Regions from separate parts of the Mus musculus genome. Here region 2 is linked to region 1. The links are chromatin contacts, called in public HiChIP or PLAC-seq maps. All regions are on one chromosome and are shown on one strand. Each heading gives the region's core, a stretch centred on a gene start, on an enhancer-like site or on the middle of the called end of the contact. The rest is flanking DNA. Distances are from core to core; before and after follow the strand shown.

Region 1 (6,100 bases), core at 1,925-4,424:
ATGTGACATTTAGTCAATTTTTTTTTATTCTCTCATATTTTCCTTTTGAAAAATATGTTTCAGATTTTAAAATAACAAGAAAAAAAAAACAATGATTTAAGTTACCATGTTTTAAGTATGTTTAAGTATGGCCATAACTTAGGTAATATTATATATATGTGTGTGTGTATATATACATATATGATATATATATATATTTCATATGACATGTAGAAAATATATGTCCAATAATATTTAAAGTACCCTATATACATTCTCATGTATATTTTTATTCTCATTGATGATTACAAATTTTCTTTTAATAAACAGATATAGCATCATCTGTGCACTCATTCGGTTTAAGTTTTGCAATTTAACTGTGAGAAATAAAACTGCCAATATCTGACTTATTTATTTTTAACTCATCTTCTAATTAAAACCTGCAGGTAAATATAGAATTTAGTTACTCAGTCAAAGTCTGTATTTATGAGGCCCTGTGTGTATGTTTCCAAATTTCCTTTCAGGTATTTTCTCCAGTATTCTACCACATGAATTCTACTCACACGGATTCTACCATACTATATTGATAGTTTTATTGATGATACATTAATTGTTGAAGAAAGAACCTGCACTATTTTGTCCTTAATGTGAAATTTAACCTTTTATGAAGTATGCTTGATGCCTGGTGTGTGTTTGACATTAGTAAATGTTGACTGAATGAACCAGAGACCCTTAATAACCATGGAGAGTTTCATTTATAACATAAATATAAGTTCAAGTCTTTTCACTCACAATCTATGTCCTAAAACTTGTAAGACAATTATGATGATTACCTGTGTGGTTAAGGAGGTGGGAATGTTGATTGTTTTTCTTTTCCATATTTTTATTACATTTGAGTGTGTGTCTGTGCCTATGTTTTGTGTGTGTGTGTGTGTGTGTCTGAGGTGTGTGTGTGTCTGAGGGGTGTGTGTGTGTGTTGTGTGTGTGTGTCTGAGGGGTGTGTGTGTTGTGTATGTGTGTCTGTGTCTGAGGGGTGTGTGTGTGTGTGTGTCTGAGGGGTGTGTGTGTTGTGTATGTGTGTCTGTGTCTGAGGGGTGTGTGTGTGTGTGTGTCTGAGGGGTGTGTGTGTGTGTGTTGTATGTGTGTATGTGTTGTGTGTGTGTGTCTGTGGTGTGTGTGTGTGTGTCTGAGGGGTGTGTGTGTATTGTGTATGTGTGTGTGTGTCTGAGGTGTGTGTGTGTGTGTTGTGTGTGTGTCTGTGGTGTGTGTGTGTGTGTTGTGTGTGTGTGTCTGTGGTGTGTGTGTGGCTGTGTCCGTGTCTGTGGTGTGTGTGTCTGAGGGGTGTGTGTGTGTGTTGTGTATGTGTGTGTGTATCTGAGGGGTGTGTGGTTTGTGTGTGTGTGTGTGTGTCTGTGTGGTGTGTGTATGTGTGTGTGTGTGTGTAATGGTGCATGTGCAGAGTTTGAAGGACAACATTCTTTCTTTCTACCACACAGGTCCTACACATTGAACTCAGGCTGTTTGGTTTGACAGCAAGCCTGTTTGTCTTCTGAACCTTCTGATCAGTCAGTCCTCTTTCTAAATTGGATGATCTGTTCTTTGTATAATGCAGATATGTTCCTACTGAGAGAGTGGAAGTAAAAGTGATACAGTTGACATCAGGGCTGGGGAAATAGTTTAGCAATATAGAATTTGCCCTGGATACCCAAAGACCTGAGTTCTATATTTAGGTCTACCATAGACAGTTGCCATCAAAACTAGGTCCACACATAATGATTGAGTACATAACATTATGACATGTAGACCTAGTCGATTCTAAACTGGAAAGAATTCGGTACAAACTTTTTAATATAGTCCCATATCTAATTAAATTGTGTTATAAAATTCTACTAAACCATGAAAACATGGGTAAATATCTTCAGAGGTTAGTACTGATGGTACCCAGCCAAGGAATCTCCCAGGGTAATTGAGATTTATTTTTCAACTGGGCTTCTGATTTCTCTTAAATTTATCATTAGTAGGATGGTGTTAATATGCTCTATTGGTCTCTTCATCAAGTGTTTTTCACCCACTCATATAGTTCATCCTGAAAAGAATGCTAGAAGACAGGGGCTAACACCTCCTCACTTCACAGATGAAAGGACTGAGTTTCTTTCAGTCAAGAAAACCTGGACCTAACACCAATGCTCTCAGCCCTTACCCGTGGATTCTCTCAGTCATGCAACAGATATTTGTTGTGTGCTTACAAATGTGCCGGGCACTGTGCTGGGTCCTAGGAGTCCGGTGGTGCTCAAAACAAGCACGGTGCCTGCTCTCTTTGAGGGTTCAGTAGGAAGAGCAAGGATTAAATACGGAAGCGCAAGTTGAGATAATAGCTATAAAGAGAAATTACAGGGTGCTCTGGGGTGCTCTGAAGGCTCCCTTCCTGAGATACGACAACCAGCAAAGGTTGCTCTGGGAGAGTGATAATTAAGCTAAGAGTTGATGGATTAGCCTAAGTCGATGAAAACCTGGGGAAGAATGTAGGAGGTTCTGAGAAGAGCATGGCCGAGTGTTTTCTAATCCTTTGACAAGCTTTCACAGTGAGATCTATCTTAGCCCCGGGTCATTAAAGATCAATTTCTCTGTGTCCCCCTCTTCTGACTTTATATTCACTACATCTGCTTTTAGGGACGGATATTTGCTTTCCATTCAGCTTGACAATAAGAAGAATGCGCTGACTGAGCAAGCCTTTGCTGCTTGTGTTTGTTAGGAGAGTCCTTCCTCCTTGCAACTTAGTAAATCCATGTTATAGCAATCTCGAGTACGTTGTCTTCTTGTGAAGTCTGCTCACTGCAATGGTCTAGCTTCTGCATTGTTCCTTCCCAGTTTCCACCAGCCTTCCCTTCAATGCTCCAAATGATTCTGTCTTGACCACCCTCACTTTTCCATGTGCAGCTCTAGAAATGGGTCATATTTCCTTTAAAAGAATGATGTCTTTAAACTGATAATCGATTTAGTGAGCACGCACTCCTTGATTATATTGATGGGGTTTAGTGTAAAGAGAATCCATTTGGAAGACAGTCTGAATGAAATCATGTTCGGAGTATTCGGGGAAGAAAACAGAGACCATCTTGCCTTGGCAGTCATGTGCTGAGTGACTAATGCTGGTGTTCCTTTATGAGACTGTTTTATTATAAAACTGTAGTAAACCGTGCTGGCATGTCCCCACAGCCAGCATGGAAATGAACTTACTCATAATATTTACTTCTTCTCCAGAGTGCCTAAGCAGACCTGAAACATCTGAACTAACAAAAGTCCTCCAACTTATAATATGTCCCAGCTGTTGTGAGGCTTGTGTGCGTGCCTCTGTGTGTGTGTGTGTGTGTGTGTGTGTGTGTGTGTGTGTGTGTGCACCTCGGAGGGGATTTCCTTGTATTTATTCATTTATGTGCCCTTTGCAGTAGGGCAAGCTCCGTCCGACTGGAATTCCATGTGTCTTTCCTGAGCATTTGTTATGTGTAGAACATTGGCTCGTGTCTAAAATGTCTTCCAAGCAGGACGCAGCTGAGAGCCATGAAAGATGAGATTGTATATTGTTTAGGCACAGTGATATGACTGAGTGGTATTTTCACAGTCAACAATTCATTTTTCTGCCAGTACAGAATGCCACATTATTAACAAGCGGGTATTATCTGGTGACTCTCATGAAAAGATACATTTGTATTACTGTTTTCTATTATTAATTGTTTATGAGCAGCTGGTTAACTTTTAATATTACAGAGATAAAAATCATCAGGGGCTCTATTAAATTTGGTTCTTTTTTTTCTTATCATCTTCTCTAAGTTGGGAGAACAAAGCAAGACAGGTCATAAATGTCTCAAATTTGAAAAAAAAATGTAAGGAGTGCAAGAAAAACCCATTATGTGTCTTTCCCACCTTCTTTCTAAACAGGAGCATTTACTCAAGTAACTGAACTTAACTCTGGGGTTACAGCAATGGGCAAGTCTCTGAGCAAGAAACTTGCAGCTTGGCCAAGGAGAAGAGTAATGATATCAACAATTAATACTGAGTGCAGGGCTTGGGGATTCAGTGGTAGAATGCTTGCCTGGCCAAGATCATGAGTTATAACCACAGCACCAGAAAAAGACCAGAACACAAGGGCATAGGTCAGCTGATGGAAGGCTCATCTAGAATACTTAAAAATCTACCTTCTTTATTCAGCTTTACAGAAACAGGGCACAGTGGGGCACATGCGCAATCCTAGCAACAGGAGGTGGAAACAGGAGGATCAGAAGTTCAAAGGCATCCTTGGCTTCCTAATACGTTTGAGGCAATCCTGAGGTCCATGAGACCTTGTCTGGGAAGTAATAGGCAGGTTGTAAGGAGGGAAGAGGGGAGAGAGGACAGTGTCAGAGAGGTGTGCTGAGAACACATGGGAGTCTGAGGATGCTCACACAGATTGGCGTTTGAGCTGAGAAGTCAACTAGGCACATAGGAGGTCAGGAAAAGGAGTATTTGGGGAAGAATCCCAGGAAGTGGATTCCATAGGATGCAGGGATATGAGAGCTATTCTTGCATGATTTTTCTTTCATTTTGTGCCTTTTTGTGGCTGCCAAGTGAAAGCTATATGCCGAAGGGTGCAAAGGAAAAAAATTAAAAGGAACAGACAGAATCACTTTGCATGCCTCATGGGTTATTCTCAGACCTCATGATATCATCTCAGGAGTGGAACACCTGCCTAATATGTATAAACTTCTGGGTTCAATCTCCAACAACAACAACAACAACAAATTAGAAAAGATAGAAGCAAGTTTTTAATTATGTGTAAATAAGTAAACAAAAATCTAAAGTTTCTAATGCAGAAATTCACCACTGCTATAGTGTGTTGTGTGTGTGTGTGTGTGTGTGTGTGTGTGTGCACAGACATGTAGTTTTGCTCCTAAGTCTCCAGGCCCTTCACCCTTCCACTTTCAGGACCTGCTATGGCATCAAGACCCTGTCTATCATTAATGATGCTGCAGCTTCCAGATTCTACTTTCCATGTAACTAAAGCATATCGCATGATCACATGACCAGGATGAGCCAATGAGATTCTTCATGCAAAAACAAAGCAAAATGTTGCTTTAGGGTTCATTCATCATGGCGCATGGCAGCAGCAGCAGAGTCTGAAGGATCAGCCATGGTGACAGGAAGTCACAGGGTCCAGCAGCTCCTGGGCTGAACTTGAAAAAGTGCCTCCCAGCCATGACCTTGTTTTTCACTCAGATTTCTAGTTTACGTATTTAGGCTTGTGGTTGATTTCTAGAGCTTCACACTCTTCTAGAAAATTCCTCATAGCATACATTAGATAGAGCTGGTGTTGGTTGTTGACAGTGAGAATGACAGGCAACAAAAGGGGCGTTTTGGGGGGGTTGTTTTGATTTGAGCTCTACCTGATGCTGTACTTTGTACTGTCCCACAAACAGAGTTTTCATAGGCATAAAAAGTTGTTACCATAACTCCTCACGGCCCAGCACTGGGTTCTCCCAATGTGAAGTTCAAGTGATTGGCATTTAGCTACCAAGTATCATTATTTTATAACACCATGTATTGTGCCCACTCATTGGTCCCAGGTGATCTCCCAACAGCCTCCTGGGCATCAACCATGTTTTGCATTTTTAACTGAGACTTCACAGAAATCTTAAGCTCCACCATTGAGTTTGGTCTCATCATGGCTTACATGCTGGGCCTTGCACTACATCTCACAGCTGAGCCAACTTTAAAATGTGACCTATTTTATGGTGCAGTACAAGCCAAGGCCTCTGAGTCCTTAATATGGGGTGGGTGGGTTGGTTGGTTGGTCTAACATTGAATGTAAGTCAATTGTAGCTTGCACACGTGGGTGTCACGTGGCCTTAGCCAGACCCTGTCAGGGCTCAAAGAGGGTCATGTTTGATTTATGTGTTCTTGATAGCACCTAGCTTTTTATTTGGATTTAGAGATAGCTTTAAACACATCAATCAAATGAGCTGTTTTAAAATCTTTCTTCTCAGCTGTCCCTGGTGCCAGATTGTCTAACAAATAGAGGCATAGACAGATGTAATTTGTGGCTGGTGGAGACAATTCTGTGTCATGCAGCAGGCCAGCTGATGGCACAATC
Region 2 (7,056 bases), core at 3,689-6,188, 550 kb before region 1:
GAACTTCTGTATATACCCTTTGATGTAGATTTACCAAGTTTTAGCATTTTATATTTGTTTTATCATTCTCTACCTTTTTTTCAGGACCTTTTGGAAGAGCATGAAGAGTTTTTATAAAAATATAGTGGCCACTATTCAGTGTGAAATTATTACAGTGAAAGTGTTATCTAAGTTAACATCATTTGCTCCTTACGGGCCGATGAGGGACTGATGGTATTGTGCTCATTTGAGGCCCAGAGCAGTTTAGGTCAGACATGTGAGAGACTGAGCTTTATAATGTTCATTGATGCCTCTGAGGCTTTACCTTTGAATTTTCCCAACCCCTTACATAGACCTATTATGGTTCCCAAAATTAAAAACCACCACATAGCGATTGTGTGCTGAGGGGGAGAAGCCATTTCCTGAAGGTGAGAAATCTGCAACTCTTCCTTAGTTCTCCATTCCTTTATTTCACCCTCCTTTGCATTACTGAGTTAGCTTCAGTGTGGCCAAAAAATAAAAAATAAAAAATAAAATAAAATAAAGCCTGCTGAGAGGTCAAGCAGCTCTTTTATAGAAATGGATATTTCTCTTTCTTTCATTGTAGGCCAAGCAGATTGAGCTTCAGTTCACTATTGGTGAAGCCATTACCAGTGCTGCAATAGGAACTAACTCTGTGGCTGCCCGAGATGCCTGGCTGGTGACTGAAGAAGAATATATACCTCCTGCTGGTATCTAATACTTACCTAATTGATTTACATTTGCTGAGTGGTTTTCTTCTCTGTTAGTTGCAAAAGTAATGTTTTCCCCAAAAATTGATACCTGCCTTACTAATTTGGTCTGCCAAGAAGGATTAAAGAAGATTGAACATAGCTGGGCATGGTGGTGCATGCCTTTAATCCTAGCATTCAGGAGGCAGAGGCAGGAGGATCTTTGTGAATACAAATCCTGCCTAGTCAATGTTGCAAGTTCCAGCCAGAGCTATGTAATGAGATCCTGTTGGGGGGCAGGAGGGGGAGGGAGAAAAGAAAAAAAAAAAAAAGGAAAGATTGAACATGAAAATGAGAACTTTCTCAGCCTCTTGTGTCTAATTCCTTACTACATAATGAGCCTTCTTTGTCCTCTGCTAGTCCTGGAAGTACAACAGAATTTAGTTACTGTGTCATTTGAGAGACCATACATGTATGTGGTTCTTGAGCATATGGTAACAGATCCAAAGATTTCAAACTAAGATGATGTATGCTTGTAATTCCTGCACTTGGAAAGCTAAGGCAGGGGATTGCAAGTTGGAGAACATGTGGGATATATAATGATATCAGAGCCAGTCTGGGCTACACAGTGAGACTTTATCTCAAAAACAAAGCAAAACAAAACAAAAATCAACAACAACAAAAGAAAAATAATACAAGGTCTAGTGAGAACAATCAGCAAGTTCTGCCAAGCTTGATGGCCTGCGTTCTATCTCTGGACCCCATGGTGCAGGAGCAGCTTTTGCAAAGCTGACCTCTGACCTCTGACCTCCACATGCATGCTGTGTCATGGGCTCTCATGTATGTGCACGTATGTGTACATGTACACAAAAAATGTGAAGAAACCTAATGTTAACAATTAAAGAAAAAACAATAGTGCAAAACAAAAAAATCCAAAACACAGACACAAATATTTTTTTCAGTTGATTTAAATTTAGAATTGAAATATATTTTAGTATCAAACCAGGATTTTTGTTTTTACTCTTTAAAGCTAAAAGAAAAATCAGAAAGTATTTGTATTTTATCTTCTTAGCTGGGAAAATTGAATAAGAATATTTTCATGGTAACAGTACTATTGTGAATTGTATCCATAGTGAAAAATAGTTGCTGTACTTAGTATTATAGTTAACATTTAACACTGTAGTAATATCTTCATCTACTATTTTGTCATCTATCATAGAGAGACCTTAAAAGAAATAGGGAAAAAGTTTTTCTAGTAGTATATGTAGGGTGACTGTACTATGATTGGTGGAAGCCAAACTAGTTCTCTGAGGCTTCTGTTTGAATACATATACGGTAAAGCAAGTCAGCATTTTGTTGGGATTGCGAAACTGCGTAGTAATGGGGAAAGAGACAAATATGTTATAGCTGGAGGAAGAAATGAAATCCAAAGTTATTGATCAGCTTTTAGATGGAAGTTTAGTTTAGAAAGATTCAATAAAAAAATGCTGAGATTGAAGAGACTAGGATACATTTTTTTATCCAATAAACTAGAGTCATTTGAATAATTTAAAAGATTATTTAGCTTACATTAGCTTCTGGACTTTCTTGGTCACTTGGATTTTAACATTGGGTTATTGTGTGATTGTTGATGTAAATATGATTTTTAAAGAAAATTATATTTGAATATTTTAATTGTAATCTTTCTTTGCTTATTCCTCAGGTGCCAAAGTGAATGATGTTGTCCCATGGGTTTTAGATGTTATTTTAAATAAACATATCATCAGCCCCAACCCACATGTCAGGCAAGCAGCCTGCATCTGGCTTCTTTCTCTTGTGAGAAAACTAAGTACCCACAGAGAAGTGAAGGTGAGTTTATAATACTCATTGGATATGTGATGAACTCAGGAAGGATCCCAAAGTGTTTATGAATTAAAAGTAGGAAGAAAGTATATGAAGTATGGAATCATTAAAAAGTAGCAGAAATTTTGAAATAATTACCATGTGAGGCACTGAAGGATGATGATTTGATTAATACTGGCAAGAAAATGATCTAAATGTGAAGATGTAAAATCAGAAGGGATAAGATTGGGCAGGCTCATTCTGGGACAGTGGTCAGTCTGAACGCTTAGACAACCTGTGTATGGTACAAGTTACGGTGATATGGACGCCTGTAACGTTCACTGCATGGAAAGGTCAAGACTGCCTTGGTCCTAAGACTCTCTGGCCTCCATGTACCTTACCAGCAAGATGCATGTTTTCCTGAAGAGGAGGTAGAACTTCAGTGCTCTAATGCCTTTACTTTTCTTTCAGTCCCATCTTAAAGAAATTCAGAGCGCATTTGTTTCAGTTCTGTCAGAAAATGATGGTAAGTTGTTGGTAAATATTTGATTTGTCACCTTCAGTGTACTTGTATTTTAAACTTTAAAAGCGTGAGTGAGTGAATTAGAGCACAAAAACTTTTGAGCCATGTCACTACAACAGAACTAGCCACAAGCCTTTAACCCCAGCCAGCGCGTGGGAGGTAAAGGGCAGGAGGACCATGAGCTCCAGACCATCCTGAGTTAGAGATAGTAAGGCTCTCTGCAATAGAATTAGAAATTAATTTTTTTAGTATTAAAGGTAATTGTATTAAGGCAAAAGCCAATATTAACTACCACAGTACCATCTTTCCACTAAAGTTCTAAAGTAGAGGAAATAGATATTCTTTCTTATACATAAATTAGAACTTTACATTTTTTAATGGAGCTTAGGCCTTAACATTAGTGTTAAAGTTTTCCTGCTTTGAATTACTTTTTCCTCTTTATTAAAGCCAGGAGAAGTTGAATATGTTAGAAATTTAAATAATAGCTTTAAAACATCTTATTCAGAACACATGGACTAGTATTGCCTCTATTTTTCTAAAATTGGATATGGGTGTCTTAAAGTCCTAGGAGAGTATTTTATCTCTAATATAAACAATATATGTTGATACTCTGATACTGTGGTTTTTATAGTGACACTGTAGTTCATTGGTATTTTATTAGTTTATGGTCATGATTCTCATCTTTATTAATTGAGGATTTCTTGTCCATTGACTTGATTTAGTTAATTGAGAGTGCTTCTACTTTTTATATCTTTACTTTTGTAGCATTTTAGAGTAAAGAGAATTACTTGAAAGAAAATAATTGGCTACAAGACAAATTTCTTTTAGAATAGCATAATTTTGTCTACCTTTTTTGTAGAACTCAGCCAAGATGTTGCCTCAAAGGGGCTTGGGTTGGTTTATGAGCTGGGCAATGAACAAGATCAACAAGAATTGGTGTCTACACTTGTAGAAACACTTATGACTGGCAAAAGGTATAGTGAATTTAACATTTCAGCTATGAATACTTAAGACATTGGGAATATTATGTGGAAGAAGGATAATTCCACCTTCTACTTATTAAGGCATTACATATCAATGATTGTAAACAGTTTAATTATCCCAGTGTATACTGTTTACTTCAGAAAATTTCATACTTGAATGTCCTATGACAGTTAAAGCATTGGATTAGAAAACATTTTAATACCTTTGGCTAAAAAAAGTTAAGGTGTGGTATGAAGAAACTTGAATGTTATTCATAGTCTAATGTTGATGAGTACACGGAAGGAGATTGGTTTTGTAATTGCTTGCTGCTTTCTGTTAGTTACCTCCATGAGGGAAGGGTAGTTTTTATGTGTGACACATTGGCTGTAATTAATCTGAGAAATTTTTTGCTTATATTTGATTTTAGAAAATTTGCAGTCTAGTAGGAAAGAATAGTTTTATATCTTTTATACCCTAGACACAGGTTTTTATCAGTTTGCAAATGGATTGTATCCAATTGTTTATTGTTGGTATGGAAAAATTGAAGCTAATTTAAATTCTTTCTGATTTGTTTTAGAGTCAAACATGAAGTTTCTGGAGAGACAGTGGTATTTCAAGGGGGTGGCCTTGGCAAAACACCTGATGGGTAAGTGTGCTAAATCTAAACACATTGATCAACTAAGGGAGAATAGGAATATTGTTTGTTGATGGATAAATAAAAATGACATGGAAAAAAACCCTACTGTCTTAGATTAGGTTTTCTTGGCCTCTGAGATAGAGATTTGTATGTTGGAAGATTATTGGAGAATACCCTTAGGATTGTCTTTGGGAGCAGTGAGCAGTGTTGGCCTGAAGCCATACCTCACTGGACACTGGATTCCTGAGGAGCTTCAGGCTAGGATGGCGTGGCCCTTCAGGGGTGTCGAGCCACAGAGCCTGGGCCTCTTGCCATACTTCTTAGGCCTTTATGCCTGGCCAGTGAGTAATCATTTGTGGCAGGCTGCTTTGTGGGAGGCCATGACCTCAAAGACCAAAGTTAGTTCTCGGACTGATACTAGGTCTAGAACTGTCTGCTTCTAGGAAGCTGAGTCCTGAATAGACATCTTGCAACATAGAGCTACGTTAAATTCATCTAAATTTTTTCTGGGAATACTTTCTGTGTTTGACTAGTCTGCCTGTTTAGTATTTTAAATTAATTTTGATGTTGTCCCTCTTTAATTATTATTTCAGTGTAGTTATATTGTCATTTTTTTCCTCTTAAGAATTGCCAGATAACATGCCACTTGCTCTGTCTTCCTGTGACATTTGGAACAAGAGAATATTAATATTGTAGGTGGTTTATCTGTCCTGTGCTATCCTATATCTTACTGTTTTCATATTCAAAGTTCTTTTTATATGCTTGTTTTTCTAAATTCTTCTGAGCTCTTTGTTTTCTTCTTTCTCCTCTTTTTTTGGGTGGACAAGGTCTCATTATCTTTGTTGTTTTTAAACTAGTTGGCTCAGTTGAATTCTTTGGTACAACTACAGAGGTACAAACCACTGTACTTGGCTTCTTTACGAATTAAAAAAAGGTGCTAATTTTTCACAATGCTATATTATACCTAGAGGAAATTTAGCATAGAGATACTTTCAAATCACTCATCGTTATGAGAGATTGCATACAACATGATGAACTTGCAAGGTGTCTCCAGAGCCACCAAGAGCTTCACTTCCATGGAACATGCAGGCACATTTTAGGTATCATGTTTGTTACTATCAAATAACTGATAAAAAGCAATGGAGAGTCCATCTGGTTTACAGTTGGAGGCTGTAAGGTCTGTCACAAAAGGGAAGGAATGGCAGTAGATGGCTGCATGGCTGCAGGGGACTCTGCCTCCTAACCTCCTTCCTCCATACACCAAAGATCCACCTCTTGTAGATCCTGCCGCCTTCCAAAACAGTGCCATGAACTGGGAGCCATAGGCTCAAACACTTGACCTTATGGGAGGTATTTCACAATTAATTTGCAACAGGTATTTACTGGCAGAAAGATTTAGAAATTATTGATAATTGAGGTATATGACTTTTTATATACTTCTCAAACTAGTTTTCAGTCTCCTCAGTGATGATTGTGGTATTAGTAACTGAGGGAAATAGAATTTAAAAGAGCCCTGTAATATTGATGCTGAAATTTATGTCAAGCCAAAGATAGCTATAAAAATATTTTATTGTGTTTTTCTTTTTGTTTCTAAGTCAGGGCCTTTCTACTTACAAGGAGCTTTGCTCTCTGGCAAGTGATCTCAGTCAGCCAGATCTGGTATATAAATTTATGAATCTGGCAAATCATCATGCAATGTGGAACTCCAGGAAGGTAAGTTGTTATTTTATTTCATTTCTTCAATTTTTGCTGGAGAACAAACTCGGCATCATGTATATATGACAAGTGCTCTACTACTGAATTACATACCCCTATCTCTTACTGAGGTTTTATTCTTTTACTCCAAAACCAGACTTGTTACATTAGCCTTGTAGTGCCAGTTCATGTATAGTTAATTTTGAAAATCTGCATCTGAGAGCCAGATTACCACATTAGTCATTATTTGGTAAAGCTGGAATACTAAGTAAGGTTCTATTTAGGGGTAAATTTGAGAAAGAGTATTTGAAGCCTTTTTGTATTTGCTATGTTAACATTTTATTATGACAGCCATGTATAAGTTAGTCTTTATTGTTTTCAGGGTGCTGCTTTTGGTTTTAATGTAATTGCTACCAGAGCTGGAGAACAACTGGCTCCTTTTCTGCCTCAACTAGTTCCTCGCCTTTATCGATACCAGTTTGATCCCAACCTTGGAATTCGACAAGCTATGACAAGCATTTGGAATGCATTGGTCACTGACAAGTCAATGGCAAGTATCTGTGAGCCTATGTGTTAGGAAAACTCTGTAGCTTGCCTGTGGCACCACACAGGATTTAAACCAAACACCCGTTGCCCCTTGTATATTTGTTTCCTTTCATTGCTCGTTTGCTTTTTCTTTCAGTGATTCTGTAATATTTACTGAGATCTCAAAAATGAAGGCAATCATA

The links. HiChIP or PLAC-seq counts read pairs in DNA pulled down with a chosen protein or histone mark.
Region 2: a CTCF HiChIP or PLAC-seq map of the NIH/3T3 cell line shows a contact between it and region 1, with 5 read pairs. The contact joins two enhancer-like sites. A contact is called at or near these places in 10 of 39 promoter capture datasets (the 3T3-L1 cell line, the HPC-7 cell line, cranial neural crest and 6 more), 2 of 15 datasets of contacts at CTCF or cohesin (the NIH/3T3 cell line and large pre-B cells), 7 of 484 Hi-C or Micro-C datasets (the HPC-7 cell line, adipose-derived mesenchymal stem cells, nephron progenitors and 2 more), 1 of 115 datasets of contacts at active chromatin or transcription factors (fibro-adipogenic progenitors) and 3 of 9 other capture datasets (adipose tissue, macrophages and pancreatic islet).

The regions. Positions count from the first base shown.
Region 1 is chr4:58,269,090-58,275,189 of GRCm38.p6, reverse strand. No RefSeq gene overlaps it. Among named protein-coding and RNA genes, the nearest start is that of Musk, 14 kb to the left of the region's middle. Within about 2 kb of position 3,174, at least 47 of the 459 cell types and tissues checked have an H3K27ac peak or open chromatin away from gene starts, as enhancers often do. A contact at or near this core is called in the NIH/3T3 cell line, where this site is marked.
Region 2 is chr4:58,823,988-58,831,043 of GRCm38.p6, reverse strand. Ecpas (Ecm29 proteasome adaptor and scaffold) reads left to right here. Exons shown (of 49, transcript NM_172381.3): 24 at 587-710; 25 at 2,392-2,537; 26 at 2,982-3,036; 27 at 3,893-4,007; 28 at 4,574-4,642; 29 at 6,229-6,346; 30 at 6,711-6,878. Among named protein-coding and RNA genes, the nearest start is that of Olfr267, 42 kb to the right of the region's middle. Within about 2 kb of position 4,938, at least 26 of the 459 cell types and tissues checked have an H3K27ac peak or open chromatin away from gene starts, as enhancers often do. A contact at or near this core is called in the NIH/3T3 cell line, where this site is marked.